Linked DNA regions of Anser cygnoides: region 2 is linked to region 1. A link is a contact called in public Hi-C data. All regions are on one chromosome and are shown on one strand. The core of a region is the stretch at or near the end of the contact, and the rest is flanking DNA. Distances in the headings are between cores, read along the strand shown.

Region 1 (7,117 bases), core at 2,551-5,050:
TGATTGTCTTATTAATGAACCATTAAGAGTAAAGTCTAGCAAGATTGGTTTGTTCTATTTGTGCAATGGGAATAATCAAGGTGTTGTGTTAAGGAAACAAAATATGAAAGTCCCTACCACAGAATCACAGAATGGTTGTGGTTAGAAGGGACCTCTGGAGGTCATCTGGTCCAATCCCTCTGCTCAGGAAGGGACACGTAGAGCAGGTTGCTCTGGACCTGTTCCAGGGCTCAGTCACCCGCACAGAATAAAGTGCTTCCTGATGTTCAGATGATACCTCCTGTGTTCCAGTTTGTGCCCTTTGCCTCTTGTCCTGGCACTGGGCACCACTGAAAATAGCTTGACTGTTCTCTTTGCACCCTCCCTACAGGTATTTATGTACATGTATAAGATCCCTCCTGATCCTCCTTTTCTCTAGGCCGAACAGTCTCTGCTCTCAGCCTCTCCTTATAGGAGAGGTGCTCCAGTCATCTTCTTGGTGACCTTTTAGAATTCTGGAATATCCTGAGTTGGAAGGGACCCATAAGGATTGTGAAGTCCAACTCCTGGCTCCACACAGGACCACACAAAAGACAAAACCACATTTCTGAGAATGTTGTCTAAGCGCTTCTTGAACCCCAGCAGGCTCAGTGCCATGACCACTGCCCTGCAGAGCCTGTTTCAGTGCCCAACCACCTTCTTGGCGAAGAACCTTTTCCTGATATCCAGTCTGAACCTCTCCTGATGCAGCTTCATGCTATTCCCTCAGGTCCTATTGCTGGTCACCAGGGAGAAGAGTGCACTCTCATCAAGTTTGCTGATGAGGCAAAGCTGTGTGGTGCACACTGTAGACACACTGTAGGGAAGGAAAGACATCCAGAGGGATCTTGAAAGGCTCAAGAGTTGTGCCCTTGTGAACCTCATGCAGTTCAAAAAGGCCAAGTGAAAGGTTCTGAATGTGGGTTGGGGCAATCCCATACATGAATACAGGCTGGGCAACGAGTGGATTGAGAGATTGCAGAGAAGGACTTGGGGGTACTGGTGGATGAGTAGCTCAACATAAGCTGGCAATGTGTGCTTGCAGCCCAGAAAGCCAGTCGTAACCTGGGCTGCATCAAAAGAAGCACAGCTAACAGGTTGAAGGAGGTGATTCTCCTCCTCTACTCTGCTTTCATGAGACCCCACCTGGAGTACTGTGTTCAGTTCTGGGTCCCCCAGCATAAGAAGGACATGGACTTGTTGGAGCAGGTCCAGAGGAGAGCTACAAGGATGATCAGAGGGCTGGAGCACCTTTCCTATGAAGACAGGCTGAGAGAGTCAGGGTTGTTCATCCTGGAGAAGAGAAGGCTTCAGGGAGAGGAGTAAGGCCTTCTAGTACTTAAAGGGGGCCTACAGGAAAGACAAGGAGGGACCCTTTTTCAGAGTGTGTAGTGACAGAACAAGGGGTAACAGTTTTAAACTAAAAGAAGGTAGCTTTAGATTAGATATTAGGAAGAAATTCTTCATCATGAGGGTGGTGAGGCACTAGAACAGGCGCCCAGAGAGAAGCTGTGATGCCCCATCCCTGGAAGTGTTCAAGAGCAGGCTGGATGGGGCTTTGAGCAACTTGGTCGGGTGGGAGGTGTCCCTGCCCATGGCAGGGGGTTGGAACTAGATGGTCTTTAAGGTTCCTTCCAACCCAGGCCATTCTATGATTCTGTGATTCTATGTTAAACAGGAGTGAACCCAGTATTGACCTCTGGGGTACACTGCTATTTTGTGGTCTCTGTGTCTGCATCCCTCCTAGATTACCTCTTCTTGCTTCCACCAATTGTATGCTTCCTTTTTGTGTCAGGAGCTCATGTTCATCCATACAAGCCTGCTGACATTTTTGCCTGGCTTCCGATTTATTGGGATGCAGAGTTTTTGAGCTTGGATGAGGTGATCTTTGAGTATTAACTAGCTTTCTTGGACCTCTCCTACCTCCAAGAGCTTATCCTACAGGATTCTTCCAAGCAGATCTTTGTAGAGTCCAGGGTTATGAGCGAGGTTTTAAAACTCCTCTCTGCCCTTAGGATCCTGAACTCCACTGTCTCATAATAGACTATCTTGACTCTTAAATCCCAATCTGAATGAAAACTGCTGGAAGATAGAAAAAATGTATCGTTTTGAAGAGTTTTATATAAGATCTTTAAAGAAGATGAATCATGCCAAACTCTTTTTGTTGTTGCTGTTGTTGCTGTTGTTTTCCAAACAAAACATTTCAGCATTCATTACAAGTATAAGATACAATTAAGTTTGTTTGGAATTTTTTGAGGAAAATGATATTTTCATGAAAAATTTAGATGAAATTTTTCAAATGTTTTGTCGTAACCTCAGTCTCCACCAATTTGTAGTCATATATTCATGACATAAAAAGGTTGAAAACACTGAAAATAGAACCTGGCTTTCTTTTTCATTAAAGGTATCAGCATTTGCATCTGATACAACAATTTATTTAAGATTTTTGATTTATTAACAATTTTCTTGTTTCCAGTACACAGACAAATATCAAATGGAAATTCTTAGGGTGATATCTACCCAAAGTCGCTCTCCCTTGTCTACCTTTCTCGTATTTGCCAAAACACTTATTTTAATAATAGCCTCCATTAACATACACTATTTTGTAATGATACCGTGTCATAAAAGCGTTGCTTCATTGTTCTAATAACTTACATACCTACATAATTTCAGATCAGCTTTGAACCTCTCTTTAAAACCACCTTAAAGGGGAAACTTGTCTTTGGGCTTAGTTTACCCAAAATGCAAAGTGTTAGTTTGCAGCCTCAGAGTGTAAATCCCTCTTGTGCCTCAGAACAGGATCAGCATTGGTGCACAAAACCTTGCAAGCTGTACTGTACATGCAGCACAGCTCACTCATTTCATCCATCCTCTGCAAATATAAAGTCTGAGGTTGAGAGAATAACCCAGTGCTTTGTCTGCTGGCTCCACATGGGCAGTGACGAAGATTTCTGTACCAGATGGAGCGGCGATGCCCTCAGCAACAGCGGGAGAAGAAGCAATGATGAATACAAGGCTCTGGAGAACTTTATTATTTTTAACTCTTAACAAAGTTTCTGAAACTTCTGATACCTCAGACACTATCAGGGACAACAGCAGATGGATCACTGGCTCCATTCAGCATGACATTTTCATGTTTCCATGGAAAGGTGGGCAAAGATTAGTTTTGCCTCATCCTCCTTGTTACTGTGTAAACATAACTAGAATATGTTACCAGTGAATAATAATGCAACTTTAAACAAAGACTTTACCACAAAGACTGTAATTATTTTGTTCAAAACAACTGCTGTTTTGCTTGTGGAAGTAGATCTGCCCACATATTTCTCAAGCGTATTCACGGAGGACGGTTGCGACATATCCCCCGTAGCTCAAAAGTACACAATAGGCATTAACGATCGCACATGGCATTTACGATTCACGCATCACCAGAGAGACGGGTGTTTGCTGTGTGGTTTGCCACAGCAAAGAAGCCAGCCAAGTCTTGTCTGGGATCCTTGTGATCGCTGCCTTGGGCTCCCTCTCCCTGGGAAGCGGCCCGTTGTTTCCAAACCCGACTGCCGGCGTTTCCAGCCTCCCCCGGCATTTTGAGGAAGCACAGCTACGTGCCAGCGTCCCTTAGCTCCCCTCACCCGCGGCTTGAGCACACTTAGGGCACGCAGCGGCCTCGCACGGCCTGAGGACCCCTCCCCGGGACACCCCGGCCCAGCAGCGCCCTGCCTCGGCCGCCTGGAGGCCAGGCGGTGACTCCCGGCCATAGCGGGCGGAAGCTCGATCCCCGGCGGGGAGGCGGGCATGGCCTCGGCCTCGGCCTCCTCCGGGGCGGGCGGCCCGGGTGCGCTCCGCCCTCAGCCTCCGGGGCCAGGAGGAGGAGGTGGAGGAGGGGGTGGACACGAACACTTGTCAGTTTTGGTATCCTCTTGTCACTTGCAGTCATCTCTCTGAGGTGTTGGCTGTGCTGCCTTCTTTGCAGAAATGTCTCTGTATTAAAATGTGATTTTTTTATTTTTTATTTTTCCCCACAGGAAAAAAAGTTCCAACGCCGCGCCCGAAGTGGAGCAGCGTGCGGGTTAATGTGCGAGCAGAGCACACGTGCAGCCTTGCTCGAGACTTCCCCAGGAAGTCAGCGGAGCTGCTGAGCGCAGCACCGAGCTCGCCCCAGGCTCCTTCCAAAGCCCTCCTGCCCCAGCTCTGCTTTGTGAGAGACGTGGCGAGAAATTTCTGCTAAAGAGCTGCAGTGACAGTGGACGTGAGTATTGCGTTTGGAAATCTTTAAAGTGCTTTTCTAGTTACTTAGAGGTTAGACTTGGAAAGAGGGGGTAGCCAGGAGAGGTAATGTAAAAACTGCTAGACCTGAGAGCATTGCTAGAAATAAATTAGTGCTTCTGACACAGGGTTTAGTAACATGGCTGTCTAACTTGTTGCGGCAGAGGTAGCGTGTGTTCCCCTGCTTGAGATGGCACCACACCTGGGTGCTCCTTTTTGCACTGCTAGCTGCCAGGTAGCTTGAGCTGCCCTGTGCTCTCTAGCCACTGCTGCCGACATCAAGCAGCCTGTGAACTATGCTGTTAGCGATGTAAGTCCTCTCACAAATGCCTAAGTGCTCTTCTGCAGCCTCTTTTCTGTTCTCTGAGTCTATATGCCTGAACTAAATGTAAACCAGGAAACTTTACATGACCTTTATTGGTCAAGCTAGTTGTTAAAAGCCAAAACGAAAGTAAGGGAGTAGAATAAAGTTAATTGCTGACATCCAAAAGAAGCATGTGCTATGTCAACAGTCTCTTCAACGTGCTGTATTAGAATTTAAACAGTAGTAAACATGTTAAAGATCCTGTCAGTATTTATTACAAAAGCAAGTTCTGCCAAGTCCTTGTTAAGTCTGGGCAGGTAATTTTGACATCAGCACTGAGCAATGTTTGTATAGCTGAAAGTGGGCTCATCCTGACAGTTACAAACACACACAGTAGTGCTCTGCATTAGTATCCAGACACAGTAAACCAAGAATCATCCTGAAGCTGTTCTTATTACTTGGGTTTTTATCTATAGGGAAAATGAGTCAATAGACTAAAGTTTCAAGTAGTGACTTTGTGCTTCTGTGCATGTTTCATTTTTAAGTAGTAGGTTCTCCTAATTACAATCTTTTGGAATATTATGACTTCTTATAATGAACTTTCATAATAAAAAATTCATGTTTCCTCTTATTAACATATCTTATGCTAATTACACACCAAATTATACACCTTTTTTTTTTTTCTTGTACGTGTGGAATTAGAAATCTGGTGTAATTTACTAAACAAAAGTAAATTTCCACTAAAACATGAACACGATTCATACATCTTAGTTGTTAATACAGTTTTAATTTGAATGTGTATTTCCTCAGGCCTGTGTCCTTTGGGTGCTTTTCAGGTGAGACTGACACTTTTACCCTCCCACCATCAGTTTCACAGACTGATAAAAGATGAACTCAAGTAAATTGCTTAGTCTGTCATGATGATGTCACCATAGCTCCACTGTTTTCTTCCTAGTTTCCACTAGGGTCTTCCAAACTAAAACCTCAGCATGTATTGCTTATCAGTGGAAAATGTCCTTATATAAAAGTTTAGAGGCTGTTAGAACTATTTGCTGTCCCTATTGTCCTTATGCTCCAGTTTCAGGGGGCAAAGCAATATGCAGAATAAACATTATTCCATTGATCAGATAACAGCGTTTTCTGAAGCCCTCAATCAAGCTGTTATTTGACCAAATGAAGGGCTTAAATGAAAAAGTAGATTATTGCCTTTATGCTTTTTTGCAACTTTGTCTCTGGAAAAAGTCCATTTCTTTGTGCCTGCCTGCCCTGTTAAGTCATACCAGTTTGCAAAAGAAGTGTCATAATGCTTGCTAGCTTTTCTTTCACAATCTACTTCCTGAAAATGTTTGTTTTTTCTCCCAGACCCTTCTACAGTGTAGCCTTTCTGATGATGCTGTGTAACATTATTGTCTTTACTTGGTACTCTGAGCTGTCTGAAGAAATGTGATTTTGGAGGCAGGGCAGAATCTTATGTGAAGACTCCTTATGTCTCTCAATGTTTTAACTTGGCTAGGTGGTTTATCATGCAGAAAGATTAGTCTTGCTTGCTTGATTATCGAATGAAAAGAACAGTAGGTGAAATCATAAACAGGTCTATAAAGCTCAATATCACTTTATTAATTCCTGCTGTTCATGTGGTGAGACTCAAATTCACTTTAAATGCAGAACTCCTAAGGAGATTGAATACCCTGCAGTTAATTGCTTACTTGTGATTTTTTTTTGTGTGTGTGTGTACAGTAAGTGAATATAACACATCTTATATGACAGAAGTGGTTTTGTTTTGGCTATTTATCAAAATTTAGTTTTACATTATTAATCACTTTTGTATATATACGACATAGCACACAGTAAGTTTTATGATTTTTTTGTGCTCATTCTCAGCTCATTAGTGAAAATCCTGCATCTCTCTCTCTGTCTCTTTCTGAAACTAGATTAGAAAAAGTTGTCAGGTAAGGTTTGTTTAGTGATATTGTATGTTAAAGTAGGCCAGACTGTTTACCTTGATAATATATATATATCCATCACAAATTTATAGAAAAATTAACATTTGAAAGAAATAAATAGCTTAATGGCTGCAATTCCTTCACAATTTGGCAAAAATTCGTAATAAATCTGTCTGGTTAACTTAGACAATTATTGCCCCAACCCCGCACCAGTATTGAATTTTTGACACATTTTGCAAGCCGGGAGTCCATCTCCTGTGTAGATGAGCTCTGCCACAGATGTTTTGCAGAACTGCAGGTGTCAGGCTCATAACTTGGTCCAGAGCCGCATGATAATGGTGGAGAAATGGACTCTTGCTTATAAACAGCTGTGGATTAGAATTGCACCGAATTTCCTAAAGTTAGCTGTTATGGCTGAATCAGCACTGTCTTTACTGCTGTCAAAATGGGCTTTTTTTGGCCATTATAAGAGGGGATTAATTTTAAAACCTTCATGAAAAAAGGGATATCAATTGTGTAGTGAGTGGTGTTGGAACAGGGCATAGGCTATACACAGGGTATCTGTGTGTACTGCAGTCTGTGGGGCTGT
Region 2 (7,305 bases), core at 3,827-6,326, 360 kb after region 1:
CAGAGACAGCAGTTCAGTCATTCTTCTTTGTGGACATTAAAAACAAAACCAAACCATTTATTATCATAGTAGCCAAAAATTATTTCTTTACCTAAGAAAAAAAGAAGTAAATTACCCAAGTAAAAAAGAAATAGTGTTACAAGTGTTCATTTTTAAACAACAATCACTGTACCCTTGGAGCTCAGTGCCTATAGCTACATTACCAACTGGAAGTATAAGCAACCTGCAAAAAAAAAAATAAAAAAAAAAAAAGCTGTTAATTGTTCTTTCCCTATATTGTAAAACTTGACTTATTCTAAAAAGCTTTAGCAATACACATTTATATTTAAAAAGAGAATCTAAAACGATCTTCTTTGAAGCACTGTTGAATAACTAAACTGTAGAGATAATCTTTAGCCCAGAAAAAGTCTCAAAGCATTTAAAATCAGCTCAGTTTTCATGACAGCGAAAGCTCAGGTGCATACAGCCATCACCACTACACAGATTTCAGCATGAAGTTGGCTTAAATAATCCAAGCTGTAACTCTGGCTGGCCATTATATCACGTGTGACTAATTTAGGACTCAGAGCAGCCTCATCACAGAGAAGCCACATCCTCCAGCTGCCCCAAGGCCCTGCTGCTTTCCGCCTGCACCACCCGTGCCAAGCGCTACCCGTGTGGGGTGCACCCTTTGTCTACAACCGCTTGGCTTTTAGGAAAAAAGTTGCCAGGAGGAAACTTGCCCTAAACAAGAGCTATACCGTAAGCTTAACTAGGGGAAGGCATTGTGGTTTTGTTTTTTCATTTGGGGTTGTTATCCCCCTCCCCCCCCCCCCCCCCCCCCCCCCCCCCCCCCCACCATCAGGGTAGGTTCTTGGATGGGGTTTTCACAGCACAGGACTCTGTTTGCTATGCTCATGCACTATAGACTGTGGCAGGGCCAGTTGGCTCAATTTCTGTGAATGTAGTTTGGAAGGCTAGGAACAGCTGTGTTAATAAGTTTCAAGTGTTCGGACCTGCCTGACCATAACTGTTACAGCCAGGTCTTTCTGCAGGTAAAGCAGGGAAAGGTAATGATAATTGCAGCGATTACCAGTAACGCCTGTGTTCCACACTGATAAAACATGTTCTTTTTTCCTTGTTACAAGTAGTACCTCTTATTTCAGCTCCTGCTGCCCAGCTGTTTCTTTGCTGTTCAGTTACGGTAGTTAATCACTGTACTTGCTAATCTGCCAAAACTTATTTCCCAGCAATCCAACTTCTTTTCCAGATCCACTTTGCATCTATTTTGCTCTTCACTTCTTGACCTTGTCCATTATAACTCCTACATCACAGTGTTCCTTTGGCCTTTTATAACGGAGGGTCTGTCTTTTTGTTGTGATTTTATAGGTATTATGTCACTGTCTTTTTGCAGGTCCTCAGCTGGAAATATAACATTTTTATTTTGATGCTTGATCCTACTGAGAGCTCAGTACTTGGTACTGATTTGTGTCCACCTTAGTGAACTGATATTTCATGATAGTGTCTAAGAAGATTGGGATAGCAATTCATCTTTTCTTCATACTTTTCTACACCTTTGGGGCTACAGTACCAGGGAAAAAATACCTACCTTTTTCATGAAATCACAATTTATCAAACAGCTTGCTTAAGTGTTGTTGCCTTGTCTGTCATGCAACACTCCAAATTATGTGTTCCTGCAATTCTTTTCACAGCTGGGAAAAAGCACCACCACTTTTCCCTGCGGCTGTTTTATAACAGTTATAACAGATAGTTCCTTTAGGACTGATTTCATGTCTTATGCCAGAAACATAACTACTGAATATCATTAGTTCACCATCTTCAGTTCTGTGATGTCCATAAGATGACTTCCTTTGCTGTTTTTAATGCCAGACAGGTGTTACATTCCGCCCTCCTTGTCAAAGTCATGCCACCATGCATGTGCCTGCAAAGGCATGCCAACAGGAAGAAAGAGCTGCCCTAAAAGGCGGAAAATGGTAGGCTCCCTTACACAGCAGCTAGCTCTGCATCTGCTGAGATCAAAAAGTGCAAGTTCCTGACTCACAGTTCTGGGATGAAGAGTACGGGAAGAGCCATAGATTCCCTGCAGCTGGGAGGCTCATGCCTGCTACCCATGCACATAAAAATGGAGATCTGGGGACATAGAAACTCTCTTCTGAAGGAGATGCCATTGGCCATTTGCTAAACAGAGCCATCAGCCAACATCTCAACTTCTCACAGAGCCAAAATCTGAAAAATTACTGAGGGTTACCCAGCCCTGACTACATTATATGTGTCCTTGTATGCAAAAATGTGAGTGCTAGGTGTTCTAGCACCTCAGATTTGCACGAGCAAAGCTGAAGGAGCCGGGATTGTTCTCTTCCATCCCACCAGCTGCAGGCGGCAGTTCAGGAGAGGGCAGATGTGTGCTGGCAGGAAGAAAATGATGAGCTGCACAAACAGTATCTGTAGAAAGCCTCTGATCTCCTCTTTTCTGGAGAATGTCCTGTGTAGAGCAACTGGTGGACAACTGTAGAGTCTACCTCCTAAAAACAAGGAAGGCAATTCAAGGGCACCATCTTGCTAATCTAGTGAGGAAGAGTTTAAAGTAAAGATGGCCATTAACAAAAGTCAACAAGGGAGTTAAAAAGTAGTGACCTGGCCAAAGGCTGAGGGAAAACAAGAATAACTGAACAGCCTAATAAACTCCAGAGAGATCTCCTCAGAGAGGTCAAAAGTACAAGGTTAAAGAGAAATAAATGAAAGCAATGGGAATTCCAGGAAGAAATACCAGAAAATGGCAGGTAGGGCTTTTGTAAGGACAATCTAAGGGATAAAAGATTGCAGGGGACCTATCTGTCTGAAAACAAAACAAAACATAAAAGCTACAATTACTATTATGATCGGAAGACACATAGGAACCAACCCCAGACGTAAGTGGCTTGGCTTATTCAGAAGAACATCGTGACCTTAAAATCTAAAGGGAACATACAATAGGTAGGAAAAAAAGGACATATGAATAGATGAAAATAAATAAATGGTGCCAAGCCTGCAGAAAACTCAATCAGAAAAGGTAAGGCATGAAATCACTTTCAGCTATCAAAGGGCATAAAAGATGAGCAAAGAAGTTTGATAAAAGCATTAGAAATTAAAATAAGATGAAGAAAAATGCAGAGCCTTTGAATAATGCAAAAAGAGCCCATAAACAGTAAAGGTGAAAGTATGACAATAGTAACTCAAAGTAGGTCTAAATGAAGAGTGAAAATTTGATAAAATGATTGTTCAGACAAGGAGAAAAAAAATGGTTGAAATATATTTTAGACAAAAATATGACAGGACCTGATGAAATTTGCTCTGAGAGCCACCAGGCCGTAGCAGAAGCGACTTGAGATCATCAGTGATCATTGCCCAGCTCATGGAGAGGACGGGACAGTCTGGCACTGGAGAAGAACACGTGTCTGAAGAGAAGGGGTCAACAACGATACAGTAAATTGCAAGTCAAATGGTCTAGCTCTGATAATGGCATTTAACACTATCCCATATGACACAAGAAACCTAAAGAAAAAAAAAAGTATGTAAACAAAACCACTATAAGCACATACAGAACTGCAGCAAAAGCATACTTCAAATCATTGCTTGCTTGCTTGCTGCTTTTGTTGTTTAACTGGTAGGGCCTGTCACTTGTGACTGGTTTATTCTTGGCACATATCTAGTTAATGATTTTTCCATTAACTATTTTGAAAACAAAGTGAAAACACTCAGAATTGAAAACACTCAAAATTAGAGAAGGACTCTGCACTGCTTGGAAGGGTTTGACTGAAACGTTATGAACCACGTTGGGACTGTCTTAAGAAAGATGTAAAGATGTAGGTAAGAGTCTAGATGGAGTAAGGAAAATGATACAAGACTAAAAAGCCTGTGAGAAAAGGCTGATAAAACTTGTGTATTCTTGGGATAAACTCTAAAGAGTCTTCCAAAGCAGATGGAAGATTTTTTTTCTCCTTTATACACACAGTCAAGAAAAAGGTTCATGTATTCTCAGTAAAGAAGAACTAGGCTTTGTTTCAGTTAAAATTGTAGCTCAAAAACTATTGACTGAAAGAGGCTTTGTAGTATATGAGGAATCCCTGCACGTGACAGTCTGTTTGCACACACTGGAATCATTTCCACAGCCCCTTCCTGTTTCAGCGCAAGTCAGATCAACTCAGACAAATGATTCCTTGAGACCTCTTTCTGATTCACACTTGTTTCTAACTGAGGAGCCTCAATAGGCCATGGAAATATGTTGGGCTACATCTTGGCATTGTGTAACGCTGTGTATCAGGAGGATTAAAGCTTCTCTTCCCACACAGCAGTGACTGTGTGGTGGTGTATCATGTTAAGGGTATCTAAAAAGGAGAGGATGTGCAGAGACTCTGCCTTTCCTCAAACCTGCTGCCCTCCAAGCAAGCAATGAAGGGGAGAAGGGGGAAGAACTCCCTTTATTTTTTTATTTTTCCCCAAGATCCTGCCAGGAAGAGGAGGGAAGCAGAAGGGGATAGAGCAGCAGCGGTCGCCAGGGTTTCCTGCAGAGCACAGGCATGGCCCTGGCTGCACTCAGCGCAGCTCCAGACTGTAAAACCCAGGCTGCAAATCTTCGGCCAACAGTCGGAGCAGATAAACACCCATTTCACTATCTCTAGCGCAGCGAGCGAAGATAAACGGAGCCGCTCGCACGCAGGTATTTGTTTGACCACCCCAAGCTTTATGGAGACGCTATTAGCGGGGTTAGAGTTTATCTGCCACTCCAAACAAGCAGCCTCTGCTCGCGTAGGAAATGGAAAGTGCTTGCGGCCGCGAGCCCTGCCCCGGCAGGGAGTGAAGCCGGCCCGTGCCGGCCGCGCCCCCGCCGCCCCTCGCGAAGCGTGGCTACCGTCATGGCGGCGCCCGCCCCACCTCCGCCTCACGCCCCCAGCCCAACCGCCACAACGAACGCCAGAGAGGGGGCGGGGCCTCACCTCAGGAGGGGGCGGGGCCTCGAGCTTCCAGCCAATGAGAAGCGAGATCGGCGGGCGGGGAGGCGGGGGCGGTGCGCGCGAGGCCATAAAGCGGGCGGCGGGGGCGGGCGGCGGGAGCGGCGGGTGCGGGCGCTGCCGGCCGGCGGTGGCGCCATGGCGGGGGCGCTGGGCCGCAAGGCCGTGGAGTACCTGCGCAGCAAGGAGTTCCGCGACTACCTGATGAGGTGGGGGCGGGCAGGGGGCCGCCGGCACCGCGCTGTGGGCCGGCGGGAGGCGGTGGGCCCAACGGGCCGGGGGTGGCGGGGGGCAGCCCGGGGGGGCGGGGGCGGGTGTCGTGTGACGGGCCGCTGCCCGCGGGGTAAACCCGCAGGGTAAAAGCTCGGAGCTTGCGAGGTGGTTGGGGGGTCAATAGCGCCGGGGTGGCCCGCCTGGGAGAGGGGACGGACGGCCCTGAGGGGAGGTGAAGGTCAGAGCGGGCTGCTGCGTGTGTGCCTGCCTTCTGAGGGCCTGGGTAAGCTTCGTAGGCGCGGCTCATAACATTAGCATTTAGTTAGGTGTTCCAGAACTCATCTGGATTCATGGTAAAACAGCAGCCTGCACCCTGAGTAAAGAAACAAACCAGTGCTGGCAGGGGTGATTGCTTCCTAGTGCCACCAAGGTTAACAGCTGGAGGTATCTCTTTCGTTACCAAAGGCTTAAAGGCAGTGGGAAAAAATGAGCTGGATTTTGTTCTAGTCCTGAAATAAGCTAAGGCTGTATTGCAAAAAAGCATTCCTTGGAGTTCTTGCTTATTGGGATGAGTCCTGCCTGGTGTACGAAGATACCTGCTTACTTTGTACTTCTGTTATTCAGTATGTCATGAAGGGCATAAGTCAGTTGTGCCATCCACTGCAGCCTTTCAGCATTGTTTCCTTGCTTTCTAGGAGCCAAGTGTGTGTTCTTGATTGTGCCCTTTGCTGAGATTAACATTTAGATAGCTGTCAACAAAGGACTGTAGTCTCTGCTGTAAGAGAAATGCAGTGTGTATATTTAGGAGCTGTGTATATTTAGGAGCTGTGTCTCTTTGCATTCCTTCCTGAAAGCCCTTGCTTCGCCAGCCTGCAGCACTCTTTCTGTCCCAAAGAAAATTCTCTTCTTGTCTCTCTCAGAGCAAGGGTTTCCTCAAAGCTATGAGACTATGATATATGTTCTAGAAAACAGCATCTAATCGCTACAGTAAAGCAAGGCTTTGGAATGTGTAACTCACTTGTGGGAAGAGGTGACTGGAATTCCTGCTTGCAACACCTGTGCTGTGCTCAACTGCTTGACCCTAGATAGAATAACTGCAGTTACCCAAAGCAGTGGAATTCAGTGTGGCAGTGCCTGGTGTGACACTTATGGCTTGGGGCAGTCAAATCTTACAGACATCTATCAGGATAAGCAGCTTCGGTTTCAGCTTTGTCACTGGAAATCATGAAAGCCAGTGTAATGAAGGCATGCTGCTTTTCTCAGGTGGTTACATCTGGCACCAGTGCTGTGTTATGTCATCAGCTGCCTTCTGGATCTTGCTCAAGGAAACAAGATAAATTGCTTTTAAAGCTGTCGTTAATTATTAAGTGCTCTGCCAGTTTCAATTCTGACTTCTCTGAAGTGGTGTTTAATAGGGATTTGAACGACTGTAAATCATCTAACTATAGTATGCCTAACTGCCTTTATGCTTTTAAAGTAAACATGGTAAGAATGTAAGCTGTAGGTACAGCTTCTCTTGCTGCTTCATGTAAAATGCAGCAGCAATGTTAACTTCAGACTAGCTGATTAGCATATGAAGGCCTGACAGTGCTCTATACTTTGAACTTGAAGTTGCATTTTTCTGAAGATCCTAAAAAAAGGTCAGCTATCACTAAAGCTGTATAATCGAAGCTGCTAATAGTAGGCAACTGAGTCCTCTGTTTCCTGTCCTAATGGTTTAAGGTGATGTCTTCTAGAAAATGTTCAGTAAAACAGCTTTCTTCCCTCTCTGAAGTAAAAGGACCTACAGGCCACTATGGGCAAGCTCTGGGATCTTCTCATGGCAGAAGCCTAAATTGCATTAGCAACAATGAATCCCAAGGAATCCTAAAGTTTTCTAGTGAAAGAAAAGCAAGCATGGAGGCTACGTCTTTTGGGGCACCTCTGAAATGTCTTCCTGATAACTCAGCAATAATGTAAATAGAGTGACTGAACATAGATGGCTTTGAAATAGAGAGGTGGTTCATTCTTCGTGAAGCATGAGCCCTTATGTTGACTTAAACAGAGTCTTAGACAACTCCTAAACTATATTTCAATTAACATTAGTAGTATAACTTGAATTAGC

The links. A called contact is a pair of places that touch in the nucleus more often than the background predicts.
Region 2: a contact with region 1 is called in a Hi-C map of liver, with 2.0 times the contacts expected there. The contact joins the promoter of MPC1 here to the promoter of RNASET2 in region 1. A contact is called at or near these places in 2 of 7 Hi-C or Micro-C datasets (both in liver).

What each region holds. Positions count from the first base shown.
Region 1 is chr3:47,062,968-47,070,084 of Taihu_goose_T2T_genome, forward strand. RNASET2 (ribonuclease T2) reads left to right here and starts at 3,801. Exons shown (of 11, transcript XM_013186780.3): 1 at 3,801-3,917; 2 at 4,041-4,264.
Region 2 is chr3:47,421,096-47,428,400 of Taihu_goose_T2T_genome, forward strand. MPC1 (mitochondrial pyruvate carrier 1) reads left to right here and starts at 5,077. Exons shown (of 5, transcript XM_066994130.1): 1 at 5,077-5,197. The coding sequence starts at 5,127.